Regions from separate parts of the Pan troglodytes genome. Here region 1 is linked to region 2. Evidence: chromatin contacts called from public Hi-C data. All regions are on one chromosome and are shown on one strand. Each heading gives the region's core, a stretch centred on a gene start, on an enhancer-like site or on the middle of the called end of the contact. The rest is flanking DNA. Distances are from core to core; before and after follow the strand shown. Region 1 overlaps VEPH1 (ventricular zone expressed PH domain containing 1). Region 2 has its middle 35 kb from the start of CCNL1.

Region 1 (2,700 bases), core at 192-2,691, 140 kb before region 2:
TGGGTTCGTCATATATGGCTTTTATTATTTTGAAGTATGTTCCATTGATGCCTAGTTTGTTGAGAGTTTTTATCATGAAGGGACATTGAATTTTATCAAATGTTTTTCCTGCATCTATTGAAATAATCATCTGGTTTTTGTTCTTAATTCTATTGATATAATTTATGACATTTATTGATTTGCATATATTGAACCATTTTGCATTCCTGCAATAAATATCACTTAATCGTGGTGTATTATCATTTTGAGGTGTTGTTAGATTTGATTTGTTAGATTTTATTGAAGATTTTTCCATCTATCTTCATCAGGGATATTGGCCTGTAGTGCTATGTTCATCTGGGATAATGGCTTGTAGTTTTATTTTTTTGCTGAGTCCTTGTCTGGTTTTGGTATCAGGGATATGCTGGCCTCATAGAATGAGTTAGGAATAATTTCCTCTGCTTTAATTTTTTTGAAGTATTTTGAGAAAAATTGGTATTAATTCTTCTTTAAAGGTTCAGTAGAATTCAGTGGTGAAGGCTGCAAGGGGGTGCTGCAGGGCCATTTTTCAGACCTTGAGTGTGGGTGCCTATGTGGCCAACCTGCTGGCCCAAGGGGTCAGAGGACCACAGCAATGGATAAATAGCTAAAATTTGACTGGAGTGTGGAAGGGAGAGCACGGAAGTGCAGCGGGGGAGTAGAGATGCACATGTGGTGATTGGAAGCCCAGGAGGGCAGCGTGGAGGCACCAGGCCTCTGCAGCCCCCTCTTCCTTTTATGGATTGGATCTGCCTAGAATCAGGAGGGACTTCCCATTTCCAGGACTGTTAATCTAACAATCTGATTTAAAAATCGGGAAATGATCTGAACAGATATTTCTCAAAAGAAGACACACATATGACCAACAAGTATATAAAAAATGTTCAACATCACTAATCATCAAAGAAATGCAAACCAAAACCACAATGAGGTATTGCCTCACCCCAGTTACAGTGGCTATTATCAAAAAGAAAAGAAAAAAAAACAAATGCTGGTGCGGATGCAGAGAAAAGAGTACTCTTACACGCTGTTGGGAATATAAACTAGTATAACCACTAAAGAGAACAGTGTGGAGGTCCCTCAATATCTACAAATAGAACTACCATACGATCCAGCAATCCCACTACTGGGCATTTATCCTAAGGAAAGGAAATTATTATATTGAAGAGCCATCTGCACCCCCATGCCCCTCCTGCTTGGGGGCAGGCACACAGTGGTTTAGTCAGCTCAAGGCAGGGTTCTCCATGAACGGGATTGCCAGACTGTTCCTTTGGCTGGAAGTGCAGAGCATGAGGTGGTTTCCCTGCTACGCAAGACCAGAATCACAGCGAATCCCCAGCCCAGGCTCCACACAGCTGTGGCTAGGTGGAATGAAGATGGACCCCCAGTGTGGGACAGGTGCAGTGGCCACTGACCCCCAGAGGAGGGCGCACTCCAGAGATGTCTGGTCTCAAGGTGGCGCCCAGCGGCAGCAGCTTGGCTCACAGAGGGTGGGTAGCGGATGGAGAGTACACACTTTGTGTTCCTAATCAGAGCAATGCAGCTATGTGAATTCCTGGCAGTTCTACAAACTGGGCTTAGGGCTTGAGAGGACTGTAGGATTCTCCAGTAGTGAGGACTGTAGGTGTTTTGGTGGCAATAGGGGATGATGCGGATCTTCTGCTTACCTTTTCCTGGAAATGGGAAGTCCCACCTGATTCTAGGCAGATCCAATCCATAAAAGAAAGAGGGGGCTGCAGAGGCCTGGTGCCTCCACGCTGCCCTCCTGGGCTTCCAATCACCACATGTGCATCTCTACTCCCCCGCTGCACTTGCCTGCTCTCCCTTCCACACTCCAGTCAAATCTTAGCTGTTTATCCATTGCTGTGGTCCTCTCCTGTTGGGAGAAAGAGTGCCAGGCATCCCTCATTAGCCCTCTTGCTCCACCTCAGCTGTGTGATGGCCCGTGTTTCATGTAGCAGGCGCTGGTAGCATTGGACTTTGGGCCATCTTCTCTCTACATCTCTCTGAATCTACATGATTTTCTTCTATTTATTTGAAAAATAACCTTGAATACGCTTAAATAAACATGAGTTTTTTCCCCAGGAAATGTAGACAGTTAAGACTATTCCTATGTCTCAATCATGTCTTTCTACTGAATTTTTATTTTACAGTCACATTAGTTCATATTTACAGGTACACCATGGGTTTTTTTTGTTTGTTTTTAACAAAGTTTTTAAACTGTTATAAACAGGTGAGCAAACTGTAAAAGAAACAAGACAAATATAGATATCCTTTGTATTCCTACAGTATTTCTATTGTACAGTTTCTTAGTAATTCAAGTATCAAATGTACATTGAATACTTAAGATGTTATTGTTTCTAGAAATTTTATGTTTAACTTTGCATTCCCTGGACTATTGTGTATTTTGAATTTATTTGCAACAGCAAATAATAAAGCAATTCAATAACTATACAAATAAAAGGATTTAATTCAAAATTTAGGCTAGGCACGGTGGCTCACACCTGTAATCTCAGCATGTTGGGAGGCTGAGGCAATAGGATAGCTTGAGCCCAGGAGCTCTAGATCAGCTTGGGCAACACAGAAGAGACCCTGTCTCTACCAAAAATAAATTTTTAAAAAATTCAGCTAGTCATGGTGGCACGTGCTGATGGTCCCAGCTACTTGGGAGGCTGAGGTGGG
Region 2 (2,700 bases), core at 199-2,698:
GCCTGAAAATACCCATAGCAGGATTTGTTTAATGACATGCTGCAGTTTATATGCACCAAAAAGATGGCAGCATTGTGCCTTTTGTTTGTTTGTTTGTTTTTTGATACGGAGTCTTGCTCTGTTGCCCAAGCTGGAGTGCAATGGAGTGATCTCGGCTCACTGCAACCTCTGCCTCCCAGGTTCAAGCGATTCTCCTACCTCAGCCTCCCAAGTAGCTGGGATTACAGGTGCATGCCACCACACCCAGCTAATTTTTGCATTTTTGTTAGAGACAGAGTTTCACCATGTTGGTGAGGCTGGTCTCAAACTCGTGACCTCATGATCCGCCTGCCTTGGCCTCCCAAAGTGCTGGGATTACAGGTATGAGCCACCACGCCCAGCCAGCATTGTGCCTTTCTATAAATGATATAAACTTCCTCAAAAGCCCCATTCCCACTTTTAGAGGTGGCAGGATGGGGTGGGATAGGAAAGGTATGAATTTGCTGGTTAAGTGTCAATGGCCAGCCAGGGGCAGTGGCTCATGTCTGTAATCCCAGTACTTTGGGAGGTCAAGGAGGGTGGATCACCTGAGGTCAAGAGTTCAAGACCACTCCTGTAATCCCAGCTACTTGGAAGCCTGAGGCGGGAGAATCGCTTCAACCCAGGAGGCAGAGGTTGCAGTTAGCCAAAATCATGCCACCACACTCCAGCCTGGGTGACAAAGTGAGACTCTGTCTCAAAAAAAAGAGTCAACGGCCAGGTGTGGTGGTTCAAGCCTGTAATCCTAGCACTTTGGGAGACTGAGGTCGGAGGATCACGTGAAGCCAGGAGTTCGAGACCATCCGGGACAAGGCAAAACACGTCTCTACAAAAAATTAGCTAGGCGTGGTAGTGCACGCCTGTAATCCCAGCTACTCGGCCTGTAATCCCAGCTACTCGGCCTGTAATCCCAGCTACTTGGGAGGCTGAGGCAGGAGAATCGCTCGAACTTGGGAGGTGGAGGCTGCAGTGAACCGAGATCATGCCACTGTACTCCAGCCTGGGTTAACAGAGAAAGTTTCCATCTCAAAAAAAAAAAAAAAAAAGAGTCAGTTACCTCGCTTTAAACAGTCTTTTTCAGATCAATATGCAGTCAGTTCAAAGTTCAAATGCCCTCGGAGATTTGTTTCTCCCATTCCTCCCTGCTCCTTCACAAAATAGGGACCTGAGTGTAGAACAGAGATTACATGTCTCCGGGGGCAGCTGAGGGAGACAGTTGACCCCAGGGCTGGCCTCTTCAGACATATTCCCTGGTAACACCCTGCCAATGACATCTGTGGTCAGCTTTTTTGGTAAAGCAAGGGTCTCATAGGTCCTTGCCCCTGTTAACTGGCCCTGCCTTCATTCAGGCTGGCCCTGCAAATCCTCTGGCTCTACTTCCACCTCTTCCTCCAACAGCCCCTGGCAGGCTTGCACCAGGGAGCTTGCGGGGCAGAGGGTGTCTTACCCACATGTTGCTCCCAGATCCCTGGTTGGAGGCCTCTGGTTTCAATCCCACAGCAGAATGTAAGAATTTCTGGATCCTTCCGCATCACAAAAGCCAAGGCATTCTTGGGGCTATTTGGGCTGTTTGTTTTTTACTTTTGTCAGGGTTATTGAGATATAATATACATTCAGTAAAATCCCTTTTCACGCATGTTTTAATGAGTCTTGACAAATGTATGTAGTTGTGTAACCATTACCACAATGAAAATATAGAACATTTCTGCATCTCCCACCCCTCAAATTCCCTGCGCCCTTTTGCAGTCAGCACCTACCACCACTCCCCAGGCAACCACTGATCTGATTTCTGTAGTGTTGTGTAACATTGGCTTTTCCAGAATAATATATAAGTAGAACCATATCATTTGTAGCCTTTTGTGTCTTGCTCTTTTTTCATTTAGCATTTTGAGATGCAGTCATCTTATTGTATGTATCAGAAGTTTATTCCTTTCAGGGGATAAAACCCCTAGATTTATGAGTTATAACTGACATACCATAAACTGCATATATTTCAAATGTACTATTTGAAAAGTTTTGACATATGTATATACCCATGAAATCACCACCACAGTAAAGATAGAGAATATAACCAAGACTTCCAAAAGTTTCTCTTTTCAAAAAAAAATTATTTTAGATGCAGGGGGTACATGTGCAGGTTTGTTACATGGGAATATTGCATGATGCTAAGGTGTGGACTTCTAATGATCCTGTCACTGACATGGTGAACATAGTACCTGATAGGTAGCTTTTCAACCCTTGTCCCACTTCTTTCCTCTCCCATTCTGGGATCCCCAGTGTTTACTGTTCCCATCTTTGTGTCCTTGTGTACCCAGTGTTTAGCTTCCACTTATAAGTGAGAATATTTGGTTTTCTGTTCCTGTGTTAATTCTCTTAGAATAATGGCCTCCAGCTACATCCATGTTGCTGCAAAGGACATGATTTCATTCTTTTAATGGCTGCATAGTATTCCATGGTGTATATGTACCAAATTTTTAATTTTTATTTTTGTCTTTATTTTTTTTTTTTACAGCCTGGACACACAGCACCCATTTTTTAATTTAATCCGCCATTGATGAGCACATGGATTGATTCCATGTCTTTGCTATTGTAAATAGTGCTATGATAAACATATGAATGCAGGTGTCATTTTGGTAGGACCATTTATTTTTCTTTAGGTATATATATACCCAGCAATGGCAT

The links. A called contact is a pair of places that touch in the nucleus more often than the background predicts.
Region 1: a Hi-C map of induced pluripotent stem cells shows a contact between it and region 2, with 2.3 times the contacts expected there. The contact joins two enhancer-like sites. A contact is called at or near these places in 2 of 7 Hi-C or Micro-C datasets (blood and induced pluripotent stem cells).

What each region holds. Positions count from the first base shown.
Region 1 is chr2:160,535,547-160,538,246 of NHGRI_mPanTro3-v2.0_pri, reverse strand. The region is part of intron 9 of VEPH1 (ventricular zone expressed PH domain containing 1); the gene reads left to right. Among named protein-coding and RNA genes, the nearest start is that of PTX3, 89 kb to the left of the region's middle. Within about 2 kb of position 1,441, at least 1 of the 24 cell types and tissues checked has an H3K27ac peak or open chromatin away from gene starts, as enhancers often do. A contact at or near this core is called in induced pluripotent stem cells, where this site is marked.
Region 2 is chr2:160,396,664-160,399,363 of NHGRI_mPanTro3-v2.0_pri, reverse strand. No RefSeq gene overlaps it. Among named protein-coding and RNA genes, the nearest start is that of CCNL1, 35 kb to the right of the region's middle. Within about 2 kb of position 1,448, at least 3 of the 24 cell types and tissues checked have an H3K27ac peak or open chromatin away from gene starts, as enhancers often do. A contact at or near this core is called in induced pluripotent stem cells, where this site is marked.